Regions from separate parts of the Zea mays genome. Here region 1 is linked to region 2. The links are chromatin contacts, called in public Hi-C maps. All regions are on one chromosome and are shown on one strand. The core of a region is the stretch at or near the end of the contact, and the rest is flanking DNA. Distances in the headings are between cores, read along the strand shown. Region 1 holds the start of LOC100275788. Region 2 holds the start of LOC542052 (proton-exporting ATPase 4).

Evidence for each region. Hi-C and Micro-C count contacts between places; a contact is called where the count stands out from the background.
Region 1: a Hi-C map of bundle sheath shows a contact between it and region 2, with 1.9 times the contacts expected there. The contact joins the promoter of LOC100275788 here to the promoter of LOC542052 in region 2. A contact is called at or near these places in 2 of 25 Hi-C or Micro-C datasets (bundle sheath and ear).

What each region holds. Positions count from the first base shown.
Region 1 is chr10:148,817,077-148,823,500 of Zm-B73-REFERENCE-NAM-5.0, forward strand. It overlaps LOC100275788, which reads right to left and starts at 4,169. Exons shown (of 1, transcript NM_001149787.2): 1 at 2,946-4,169. The coding sequence starts at 3,903. The coding sequence ends at 3,277.
Region 2 is chr10:148,408,152-148,414,615 of Zm-B73-REFERENCE-NAM-5.0, forward strand. LOC542052 (proton-exporting ATPase 4) reads left to right here and starts at 1,805. Exons shown (of 13, transcript NM_001305848.1): 1 at 1,805-2,041; 2 at 3,339-3,458; 3 at 3,601-3,837; 4 at 4,621-5,505; 5 at 5,626-5,875; 6 at 5,983-6,147; 7 at 6,239-6,464. The coding sequence starts at 2,000.

The DNA of each region.
Region 1 (6,424 bases), core at 2,919-5,418, 410 kb after region 2:
GCGCCACGATGGAGTACCCTCGTCCGTCTGGACCTGGATATACCACATCTGCGCCCCATGCTCCAAGTTGTAGGATGCCATCCAGACCTTCTCCTCCTCCATGATGCGCTGCTGATGGAAGTAGGATTCGCAGCGGTTGATGAAGATGAGAGGATCGGTTTTACCATCGTACCGGGGAAAGTCCAGCTTTTGGAACCTCGGTGGCCGGTCCCCATGGTGCTCGCCGTAGCCGATCTTGTGGCCGGAGGCGGACGTGCGGTCGGCTGTGAGGCTGGCGATGGCTTGGGCGTTGGCCGCGACGGACGCCTGCAGGGACTTGAGAGCCTCGGCAAAGGCCTTGAAGTCGTTGGAATCGCCCATGGCTGGAACGCAAGACGCCACAGAGGACGTCGGTGATGTTGGTGCTGCGGCTGGCGTAGTGGTGGACTGGGAAGAGGATCGCCGGGATCGTGATACCAGGTTGTCAAGGGCGTTAACCCCTCGAGCAGCTGGACCGCGGCTACGTAACTCGTACCCGCTGTCCGTCTTCTCCGGCGAGGTAATCCTCTGCCGTAGGCTTTAGAGAGAGTGTAGGGAGATGGGAGATAAAGCTGATGTATTTCTTATTCCTTTCACTGCCTCATGGTTCCATATAAATAGGTCACTGGCCCGACCAACTAGGTAACTTCTAATTTAGGAAATGACTTATTTGGAAACCCTAATTTAGGAAATGACTTATTTGGAAACCAACTCCCCTCTAATTAAGGCCTATCAATTTGGCCACTAATCTAGCCACTTTCCTTGGATGGACCTTCCTTGGTAGTGCTGCTGCTGGCGCCTTCCTTAAACGCCCTAGCCTCAGCCCTCCTGGCGTCGCGGGCCCGCGTGTAGGTGCGGCCCCACATGACACTTATATTCACCAATCCACATGTGTTGAGATGGATTGAAGTGTAAATTAGTTTAGTACTCAAACAAGGCCTCAAACTTTTACCACAATTGAGATGGGCTGAAGGAGGCATTTTTGCGCTAATTCTTACGTTCTTCGTGCGTTGTGTAGGCATAAGTTATCTTTTCATGACTCTCTTTTCAGTTCTGTAACATGAAAAAAGACAGCTGTAGTGTCTATACATGACATTCACATTCAATGCAAACAAGTCAGTTTCATCCTTCTAGAGCGATTGATAAAATTTGATCTTCTCAAGCTGGTCACTCCAAAGTTGAATGTTGTGTTATTACTTAATAACCATGTGTGATGTCTACACCAGCGTCTATGTATTTCACTCAGTGCATAAATATTCTGTTCTTGCTTGAGTGCGGTGTTATTGTTTCACTAATAAAAGCTAATAAAAATACAATGTGCTTATATAAACTGATTAAACTTTGGCATGCATAATGGAGACTTCATATAATTCACAGCATGCTAAAATGCGCTGATAGTTGGATGTTGTGTTAGATTTGTATACTGGCCCACTATATGCAGTGCAACAAATAAAAACTTAATAATACTAATAATTAACTCGTGTATAAAGTATAAACACACAAGAAAACAAAGCAGAGACCAGATCAAATGAGTATACATTTTTGTTGCATTGGTATAGAAGCCTCCAAATTAAGGAATTGGTACCCAATATTCACCTGCCACCATTATTCTATATAGTGGGCAACATATAGTGTTATGTATATTTATGTTAATCAATGGAAGATGGATGTATAGCTATCTAGAAAATTATTGGTACAGCTAGCTAAATCTTGTGGGCCGATAGAATTGGCTAGCTAATTGCAAAGGTTGGTTAGCTTAGCTAGCTATATATAGATTCAATCGAGTACCAGAATTTAGTGTCATTAGTACTGATTTAGGTGTTCGAATTGGACAGCTATATTAATCACCTAATTAAATGTAATGTGTTATGCACGTGCCCTTACCTTATGTCCAAAGAGAAAATAAAACAAATGAAAAGGATACTCTTATCTGTAAGGAATGTTTATGATGAGTGCAATGTCTGAACTATATATGCATGTGTAGTCTGATGATAGTATAAGATTTGCACGAATATGCTGCTTAGCTTACCCAGGGGCACACAATTTGCACAAATCACTTCTCTTTGGTCAGTTGGAACAAACAGAAGAAGCCAGTATTAAGCCTTTGGGATTCTTACCTCACAAAGAAAGCAACAAAAGCATGTGCCAAAGACAACAACAACCAAGAATAATAACACATGACAAAGAACCAAAGAGAAGAAAATTAGGTACAAGTACACAGAATAGTCTTTAGAGACGGTGGCACCTAAAAAGGAACTGGGGATAATTAGTTGGCCTAACTAGCTGACTGAATGTGAGATGAGGCAAAAAAAAATTCCAGGGAGGGCGGAGGGGGGCAAAAGGGAGGTCCTTTATTTAATCAAAAGATGGTAACTGCATTAGACAAACCAATTGAACACAACACCACCATCCTAGCACTCCAATTACACAAGGCAAATAACAACTAGCTAGAGCTTCATGCATGTACCTATGCCCTATGGTTGTCAGCTCTCCCACCGTACAGAGTAGAGGGAGAGAGAGAGATACATGCATACACGTGGGCAGGTAGCCGCGCGCACCTATACCTCATTCCAGAAAAAACAAGAATAACAACTAGTATACCTAACTCGATCTAGAAGAAAAAAGATAATAGCATGTTAATAGCTTATTCATGCGTCAGGCATTATTCATGCAACCACTCATGGTAAAGGTTCATGTCATGCCATATATATGATCAGTAATTACTTGTTCCCCATTCAGATAGGTAGACCTACGTACTACATGCATAGAAAAGGAAGATTGACAGGCAAAAAAAAGTGTGTAACACAGCTATATACCTACCTACTACGTAGTTAGGTACAAAAGATACATGACATATGGCTCCACAATTTTTCACAGGCATGTATACGCATACTCAATCATCTGACCAAGTACCCAACAGCAAGCACTGCACTAATAGCTTATATATGTATGTGGCTCAATTGTCTCTCTATATATATATTACAATTAATTACCCGAACAATCTCTTCTCCCTCCAATTGATCGGTGTGTGGTTCCATCCTCCATGAATGTGTGTTCCCAACCTATACACCCACTAAACATATGCACTAGCAGCAATAATAATAATCGATCTCTCTCCTCAACAATAATCTCCTATCTTAATCATGCATCCATCTCATGCATGTGTGGCATGAACAAGAGATATGCGATGATGATTTAGACACAAACCGCGGCGACGGCGGTGCAAGAGGGAAGAATCAATTGACCATGCGGTATTGATTAATTACTGGTTGGGTTGGGCGGAGAGAAGAGGTCGACGAGGCTCTGCATGAGCTGCACCTGCGCGCGGAGGTGCAGCACGTAGTCGGCGGTCTCGTCGAGTAGGCTGCAGTACTCCATGCCGGCGCCGCCGGGGACGATCCGCCGGAGCGCGTCGGCCCTGGCCGGCTCCCCGGCCTGCCTCGGAGGCGGGCCCTGGACCGGCGGCGCCGCCGCCGACGTCGCCCCGGCGCTGGCGCGGAGCATCGGTGGAGGCGCCGAGGCGGAGACGCGCCTCCGCAGCAGGACCGCGCGCCTGGACGAGCCGACGACGGCCACCCCGCGCGAGCGCGCCCGGCGGAGCAGCAGCGCCTGCGTCCAGGCCCGGCGCGGGCTGGCGGCGCGCGCCATGGACGAGTAGGCCGCGCGGCGGATGGTGCGCGGGCGGCGCGGCGCCGGCGTGGTGCTGTGGATCCGTGCCAGCGCGCGGAGGAAGTGGAAGGCCAGCATGCGCTTCGACGACGGCGAGTCGTCCGAGGCCGGCGGCGGGTCGGCGACCCCGCGGCCACGGTTAGGGCTAGGGTTAGGCGGCGGCGGCGGTGGGTGGTTGTGTTGGTGGCGCGCCGTCGTCCTCTTCCCGCCGGCCATCAACGGGCGCGGCGCGGAGGAGGGAGAGCCGGGGGAAGGGTGGTCGATCAGAGGGTCCTGCGGTGGGAGGTGGGCGCGTCGCTTAAAAGGCAGGCGGGAGGAGAGAGAGAAGACGGATGAGGGTGAGAGAGAGAAGTTAAGGACGAGGAAGATGAGAGAGAAGGGGGGATTTGGGGCTCTGACACAGAGGATCAGGGGAGGAAGGTCCTGCCTGCCGGTCTGCCTGCTTCTGCCTCTGTGATCATGCTGTGAGTATTCTATTCTAGAGAGAGAAAGAGGAGTAGAGAGAGAGAGGGAGAGAAAGTGAGGAACACGGGTCTGACACAAATGTCGTCTGCAAGATCCGGTGTCCTACAACACACACTACCCTGTTCTGTTGACAGCGAGAGACAAAACGAAATGAGGCAGGAGCCCGGAGGGAGGACCGAAGCGGCGAAGTGGTTGGTGGTGGGGCCGGGCGTTGCAAACCACCACATGTGCGCACATGGGGTGCCTGGCCCACCTCCCCTTCCGCGTGGCGGTGGATGGCCCGCCCGAGGCTTTCCAGCCCGCGACGTGCAGCACACACGGACACGGGGATTAGATGGGCCGGCCGGGGAGGAGGAGTCCTGCTAAGCTAGCTCTCCCTTCGTGTTATCTTTGCTAGCTTGCTAATGAATCCGAGAGGAAGTGTGGTTATGTGATAATGCATTCGCAACCGCCAGATGCTCACACGATTTGTCTGGAACTAACAATGATGCATGCATGGATCATGTTCTTGGAGCTGTCGGCCGGGCATGCAAACAGCAATTTTATTAATATTGCAGTAGTGCTTGTTTCTGTCCAAGCTAAACGACGTTTTGTTCGGTCGAGATCACACATCATCCACGTATGTACTATATTATTAGTATCCATCACAAATTCTCCACATAGATTCCCTTTCTCGTGAGGGGTTCGTATATATGCGCTCTCCCAGCATATATATCTACATAATCTATGTCTTTGCCTGATACCTACTGTGTAACACTAGAAACCAAAGTGATTCTCCCGTTCATCCTTTTTTTTTACTAAAAATCGGAATGGTGGTGCCTCCAAATAAGCCTTCGACATAGGCAGATTTTGCTATTTAGAAGACAACCAAAATAAGATACATCTATAAGAATTCCAAAATTAACTTGTATAGATAGGAATGCAATCCATAAGAAATTTTAAAAAGAATTGATGGTATTGAATCCTGTATTGTTCCAAAGGCTCACGCAGGAAATTTTCATGTAGGAAATGAATTATTCAAAAAAATCCTTCATATTTCTTTTGCTTCGAAGGGACCCGTATATACTGTGATGTGTGGTAATAGTTTTGCTGCCGATTTCATTTGCATGCAAATGTACGTATTGAGTTAGTATGTACTCTATTTTTCAAGATAAATTAGTGCCAGCAGTTGCAAATAGTTTTGAATTAGGAATAAAGAGGAATCAGAGGAAATTGCGAATAGTTTTGAATTAGGATATATCCAAGAACATCGTTCTCTATTTTGATAAGATCGATCTGTGGAGAGATGTAACTGTCAGATGCATACCCCTTACCTTCTAATGTATCATTATCGTGCTCAATGTCTAGTATGTGTCTTCTTATGTAGTACACGGAAACTGTGAAATAACGAGAATTAAAACCAACTGTTTTAAGTGTCTATGTATATAAAAAAAATGAGATTAATGCGTGTTCACTTGTCTGAAAAAAATATTTAGACATTTAGTAGGTAAAAAAAGGGCGTACCCAGTAGGTACCTTACAAAAAAACCGAGCAATTAAGTTGCAACACCAGCTTTAAATTAAAAGTGGAACAAATCTGTCAGGGTAGCTTTTCAACATAAACAGTGGGGCATGCATAGCTAGGAACTTTGCAGCCGGTCTGCATCTTTTTTTTTTTCCTAGATCTATGTAGCTCAACTGTAACTCAAAATATTAGATATCCAGGAAGTTCAGATGATATGACTGGAATGTGTCAATATATATATCTGAGCATACAATGGACTGGTGAACAGATCAGCGCCTGCTAGCTTTTGTTTATCTCATCCTGAAGCCATTAGCAGTAGATTATTAGAAGATTTCAAGAAGCAGGAATTAAAGGATGGGTTGCGAGTACAACGACAGGCCGGTCATCAAACTTGTTTGTCAATTCACATCTCATAAACCACTTTCACTGATGATTTGGGGCCTTTGCCCACATCCACATGCACGCCGTGCAAATAAAGCAGTGTAGCCATGGAGACGGGGCACGACGAGGGCAATATCTACTTTTATTCAGTCCCTTTAACGCTAGTTAGTCTTAATACCATGAGACACACATGGGTGGACGATGTTTGATGCTTCGATTCTTTGCCCGTTTGGAAGTAAAAGGGTGATCAAACGCCCATGCACATGTTCATCATATGTATGCATGGGCTTTAATTAATTATTGATATATTGAGGATAATCATGAAACGCTCGTGTTCGATACTTATATACCTTTATCCATAACCAAGCAAAGCAAGCAAAACCTCTCT
Region 2 (6,464 bases), core at 555-3,054:
CATAGTCGACGAGCAGTTCCACTTTGCCTCTTCGGGCTCGTGAAGAACAAAGAGAGAGAGAGCAGCTCATCTCATAGCGGGCTCACCTGTTTCATTCGGGACCTGAACAGGAACACTGACTCTGCGAACCTTCCTTCCTTTATTTTTATGCTTTGGCTGCGGCTTGCCTCGCGCTAAATTCAGTTTCATTCCATTAATCATTATTTACACATAGATCAACTAAGTTAATATAATTTCATGCAAAATATTCTTTATACTACTGTTGATCATATAATGAAGACATTTATATGCTACATTTATATTATAAAGAAGTGCGGTAAACAACGTGCCATAAATTGCAGAGTATAAATATGGACTAGTTATACATAAAATCAATTACGACCCTCTCACCGTAACAACTTGAGATAGACTTATATTTAAATTTAGGAAAGCGATGAAATATCAAATTGTAAACTAAATAACCTACTATATAAGTAAATTCCAATTTATTCAACGGCCCCTTAGAGTAATCAGTAGTAGCAGAGATGGCAAGGGTCAACCTTGACCCTTTGAGACAGAACGCTTTTGGTACTCCCCTTCAAATCTGGAACTGACGGGTATTTTTAGGGGCCTCTTTTTTTTTTTACCTTCCACGATGGGCATTTATTTAGTTTTAGAACTATCTAGCTAGCGTTGATATGAATTGGAAAACCGGAAGCGGCAGCAGGACTCGCGCTGCTGTCAGGCGTCACTATTCGGCCTATTTGATTGCCTTTAGTATGAACTGTTTTCTAGTGTTTATATAGTGACTAGACTTGCAGCTGCATCAGCTCGTTGGGCCCTCCGTCCGCTGACCAAGCCGCAGACGAGCTAGGGCTAGTGGTGGAACCGTGGAAGGCGGCTCGGACCGGTAGGAGCCACGTCGGCATCCCTGAGACAGAATTCCCTGTTTTTTTAGTCAGTCGTCTCTTCCCTTTCTGATTTCTGAATAGCCGTTCAACTGCAACTGCTCCTTTGTGGCCGTGCGTGCGGCCAACGGAAGGAACGCGCGGCTGCTGTCTGCGCCATCTGCCAATGCAGGGCAGGCCTTGTTAGCGAGAACGGGAAGAGACCGAAGGATCCGTGCCAACTTACATTTGTTCGGTTAACCCCGTTATCCATTAATTAAATAGAATTAGAAAATATTAAAAAAGAATTCACTTAATTTATATGTATTGACAGCTAACCAAACAAGCCCTTACAAAGAGACCGGTTGCCTGTTTGAAGCTCCAAACTGGTACGGTATTGTATAGAGGTTGCGTGCGGTCCGATACGACGCCTGCATTCGCTGGGACGTGGAATAGTTCGAATTCATGCCGCCAAAGAATCTCCGCGTCCCGACAGGAGATGGCACGCACGGCACGGATCGGGGCTCGCAAATTCACCGAGCCCGGCCCGAAGCCAAAGCCCGTGCCGTTACCCTGTGACGGTGCGGGCCCACCACGCAGTGCCTGACACGCGCGGCTTCTGTTCCGTTCGAAGCCGAAGCCGGGGGGTGGAAGTGTAATGGATGTCACCACGGTCCACCTCCACCCGTGACCGCTCGACCCGAACGTGGCTGACGCGCGGGGCCACGCCCGGGTGCGGAGGCTGCCCGGCGCAACCGCGCAGGCCAGACCCCACCGGCTGCCAGCGGGCCGACCTAATACTCGACGGGGGGGCACGCGAAAAGAGACAGGCCCCGTGGGCCCTTGTGGGGGTCGTGGTAGGGGCGTAGGGCTGCTAGGGATGGTGGTGGTGGCTCGGCCTGCGGGTACAAAGCGGAGCGGCGCGGCGCTATATAGGTCCGCCCCCATCTCCTCCCGTTCCACTCGACGCCCAGCAAGCGCTACTACTCCACCACCACCACTACTTTGCTTGCTTGCCCCTTTCCCTTCCCTTCTCACACGAGAAGAGAAGCGAGTCGGCGTTCGCGTGGCATATGCCCGTGTCTGCCGCCGGGCTTGGCTTCTAGGGTCCGCTCCAGCGCCGGCCGACCGCCATGGGTGGGCTCGAGGAGATCAAGAATGAAGCCGTCGATCTGGTGAGGAAATTGCCGCTACCACTGCCTCGCTTTATTTTTTTTTTTGCTCGATCGCGCCTTTTAATTCAGACTGCCATACTTGTGCCAGTAGTACTAGTAGTAGTAGTACCACTAGTATACGTACGCACGCGCTGACTCTGCTGGAGCCTCAGAGCCTGGAGGCAACGATGAACTATGTAACGGCGGCCAGTTTTGCTTTTGCCCCGGCCCTTTGACTTCCTGTTCTGTTCCTCTGCTCTTGCTGGTCCTGGAGGAGGAAGGAAAAAAAAAAACCGAGAGAGAAAAAAGTGGTCCAGAGTCTGAACTCTTCTGAAAGCAATTTCACACGCAGGAGGAGCATGCAGGAAGGGAATCCTGTTCATGCGAAAAGATTTTATGCCTTAGTTTGTTTCCATTTTCTCCGCATGGACGATGGATGGGGTCGCATCGCTAGCTGCCTTTTACGCGCTCAACCAATCTCTCTAGCAGCTTTTCGGACAAGGGGGGAGAGGGCCGGCAACACCTGGCCGGCCGTGGGTCATGTTCCTCCCGTGTCTTGCTCTGCTCTTGCTCATGTGAGCTGTTTGATTGAATGCGTACAGCTTTGCCTTCTAGCTCGGAGCGAAACACCCACCCTCTGGATCGATTCGATCTGCCGTATTTAATACGTTGCCCGGATTTGACCACGGAGCAAAATCCACTATACGCCGTCTCCGTACGTTTTTTTGCCGCATCGATCTGTCCAAGCGTCGATGGTTCGACGAAACTATGCCTAACGAGAGGCCCCCAAAAAAATATCCGAATTTGTGCAGTCCCTTTGGCCAGCGCGGGGGGTGGGCACGCAGATCGACAGCGATCATGCTGCTGAGATCAGAGGGAGGAAAATAGGGAACCCGTTTCAATTATTAATCCCTGTTGACCAAGTGGAGCACTATGCCACCTGAGTATGACGGGTGGCCCCCTTCCCGCTGCCCTGCTCATCTGTTTTGTTCCGTCCAATTCGGCCGGTTCACACACGCGCGCGCCCGTGCTTGCGGGGTCACACTCACACACATGGGTGGGGCCACGGAGGGTGCGGAGCGAGCGGCAGTGCCCTGCGCCAGCGCCCTCTCTGATCGAGATCGGACGGCCGTACTGCCGGGCCGGCAATCATTGCCCCCCCCCGTACACCGCCCTGTCCTTCCGGCTCTTCCTTGTCACGTTCCAACCGCTAACTCTAGCGGGCAGTCACGCTGACGCCGTGGGCCCGTTCTTTTGTTAGAGTTCTGGCTTTTAACTGACTGACCCGATGCCGCTTGTGTTAACTTGTTGCTTGCAGGAGAACATCCCCATCGAGGAGGTGTTCGAGCAGCTGAAATGCACCCGCGAGGGGCTGAGCTCCAGCGAGGGCCAGCAGCGCCTCGAGATCTTCGGCCCCAACAGGCTCGAGGAGAAGAAGGTAACGTAACGAACGACGACATGTATCTGCCACACGTTTTTTTTTTCTTTTTTCTTTTTTGCTTGTTTGTTTTCTTGGGACCAAAGCTCTCTCTCCGCGCGCGATGCTGAAGCCTTTCCGTGTCCTTGTGTTCGTTCCACAGGAAAGCAAGATCCTCAAGTTCCTCGGGTTCATGTGGAACCCGCTGTCGTGGGTCATGGAGATGGCCGCCGTCATGGCCATCGCCCTCGCCAACGGCGGCGGCAAGCCCCCCGACTGGGAGGACTTCGTCGGCATCATCGTGCTCCTGGTCATCAACTCCACCATCTCCTTCATCGAGGAGAACAATGCCGGCAACGCCGCGGCCGCGCTCATGGCCAACCTTGCTCCCAAGACCAAGGTGAGCACACAGCGAGATGTACTTGACGAAATGGATGTTTTTTTTTAATCTTAAGACTGGAGGAAACTAAACAGCTAGCCCCGAAAGAATTATTAGATAGAGGAATAGTTTAACTTGCTATTATATGGTATGGTAGAGATGATATTTTCATGGACAAGTTGCAACGTAGTGGAAGGAGCAATCTTTCTATAGGGCTTTCAAAAAGCCCCAGTCCCAAAAAAAAAAACTCAAGTTCTAAATGGTCCATTGGACGGGACATGAGTGGAGTGGGCATATGTTTCATTATTGAGGAAAAGAAAGGGACACGTCTTTTGGATGCTGTTTAATAGCCGTAAAGAATTGGGATAGTTTGGTGCACCTTGAATGTGCAGCTTATTTGGATACAGGACATGACATACGGTAGAGAAGTCAAGTTCCAGTTCCATTCATACATAGGTCTAGTCTTATCCATGGCTGGAAAGTATGCGTTATTGTCTTGCACGTGGCATTCAATTAGCTCAGGATTCTCAATTTGGGTTGCCATCCTCCAACTTTTCAGTGCTTTTTTTATTTCTGTTGTATAAGCAATTTCTCGCACAACGCCGCTGTCGTTTTGAATATTATTGTTTTGTTCATCCTACTTGTGGCGAGTCAAACAAATTATAAAATGTGTTAGGTACTAATGACTGCTTAAAATAAATAAACTGTAATGTTGTTATGTTATCTGATAATTTTTATTTTTTTAAAAAAGCATTGCTATCAGTTTCATTCATCTCATCAGATTCGTTTACCTGTTCTAAACAGGTTCTGAGAGATGGCCGATGGGGCGAGCAAGAGGCTGCGATCTTGGTTCCTGGTGACATCGTCAGCATCAAGCTCGGTGACATCGTCCCTGCCGACGCGCGTCTCCTCGAGGGCGATCCTCTCAAGGTTGACCAGTCCGCGCTTACCGGAGAGTCGCTCCCGGTTACCAAGGGTCCCGGGGACGAGGTGTTCTCGGGGTCCACCTGCAAGCAGGGCGAGATCGAGGCCGTGGTGATCGCCACCGGAGTGCACACCTTCTTCGGCAAGGCCGCTCACCTCGTGGACAGCACCAACCAGGTGGGGCACTTCCAGCAGGTCCTGACGGCGATCGGGAACTTCTGCATCTGCTCGATCGCGGTGGGCATCGTCGTCGAGATCATCGTCATGTTCCCGATCCAGCACCGCAGGTACCGCAGCGGGATCGAGAACCTGCTGGTGCTCCTGATCGGCGGCATCCCGATCGCCATGCCCACCGTGCTCTCGGTCACCATGGCCATCGGCTCGCACAAGCTGTCGCAGCAGGGCGCCATCACCAAGAGGATGACCGCCATCGAGGAGATGGCCGGGATGGACGTGCTCTGCAGCGACAAGACCGGCACGCTCACCCTCAACAAGCTCAGCGTCGACAAGAACCTCGTCGAGGTGTTCTGCAAGGGCGTCGACAAGGACCACGTGCTGCTGCTGGCCGCGAGGGCGTCGAGGACCGAGAACCAGGACGCCATCGACGCCGCCATGGTTGGCATGCTTGCTGACCCTAAGGAGGCCAGGGCTGGTATCAGGGAGATCCACTTCTTGCCCTTCAACCCTGTCGACAAGAGGACTGCTCTGACGTACATTGATGCCGATGGCCACTGGCACCGTGTCAGCAAGGGTGCCCCTGAACAGGTGAGGAGATTTGCGTCCATGCTGCTTATTCTGGAACGAACTGAAAAAAAGCGAGCCTTCCTAGCTTCTTTCAGCAGGACTAACTAGTTAGATTTCTCCTGTGTGATGAAACCCAAACAGATTCTTGACCTGTGCCACTGCAAGGAGGATCTGAGGCGTAAGGTGCACGGTATCATCGACAAGTATGCCGAGCGTGGTCTTCGTTCGCTTGCTGTTGCCAGACAGGAAGTGCCTGAGAGAAACAAGGAGTCCCCTGGTGGACCATGGCAGTTCGTTGGTCTGTTGCCTTTGTTTGATCCGCCCAGGCATGACAGTGCTGAGACGATTCGCAAGGCTCTTGTTCTTGGTGTCAACGTCAAGATGATTACGGGTACATAGCCAGATAGCCTGTTAACAACAAATGAGCCTACAGTTTATTTGATTGGGCCAATATTTGTGCAATTGCTAAATTTGGACATCCTTTTGTTTTTACCTCAGGTGATCAGCTTGCTATCGGTAAGGAGACCGGAAGGAGGCTCGGGATGGGTACCAACATGTATCCTTCCTCAGCATTGCTCGGCCAAAACAAGGATGCTACGCTCGAGGCACTTCCTGTAGACGAGCTCATCGAGAAGGCCGACGGTTTTGCCGGAGTCTTCCCTGGTGAGTCAAACACCTACAAATTAACACTATCTAGGTTGTTGCTACGCAAAGTAATAAGTACCTTTTGCTTATGGGACTGTCTGTTGCGCAGAACACAAGTACGAGATCGTGAAGAGACTGCAAGAGAAGAAGCACATCGTTGGTATGACTGGAGACGGTGTCAACGACGCCCCGGCTCTTAAGAAGGCCGACATCGGTATCGCTGTCGCGGACGCTACCGACGCGGCCAGGAGCGCTTCCGACATTGTCCTTACTGAGCCAGGTCTCAGTGTCATCATCAGCGCTGTCCTCACCAGCAGATGCATCTTCCAGAGGAT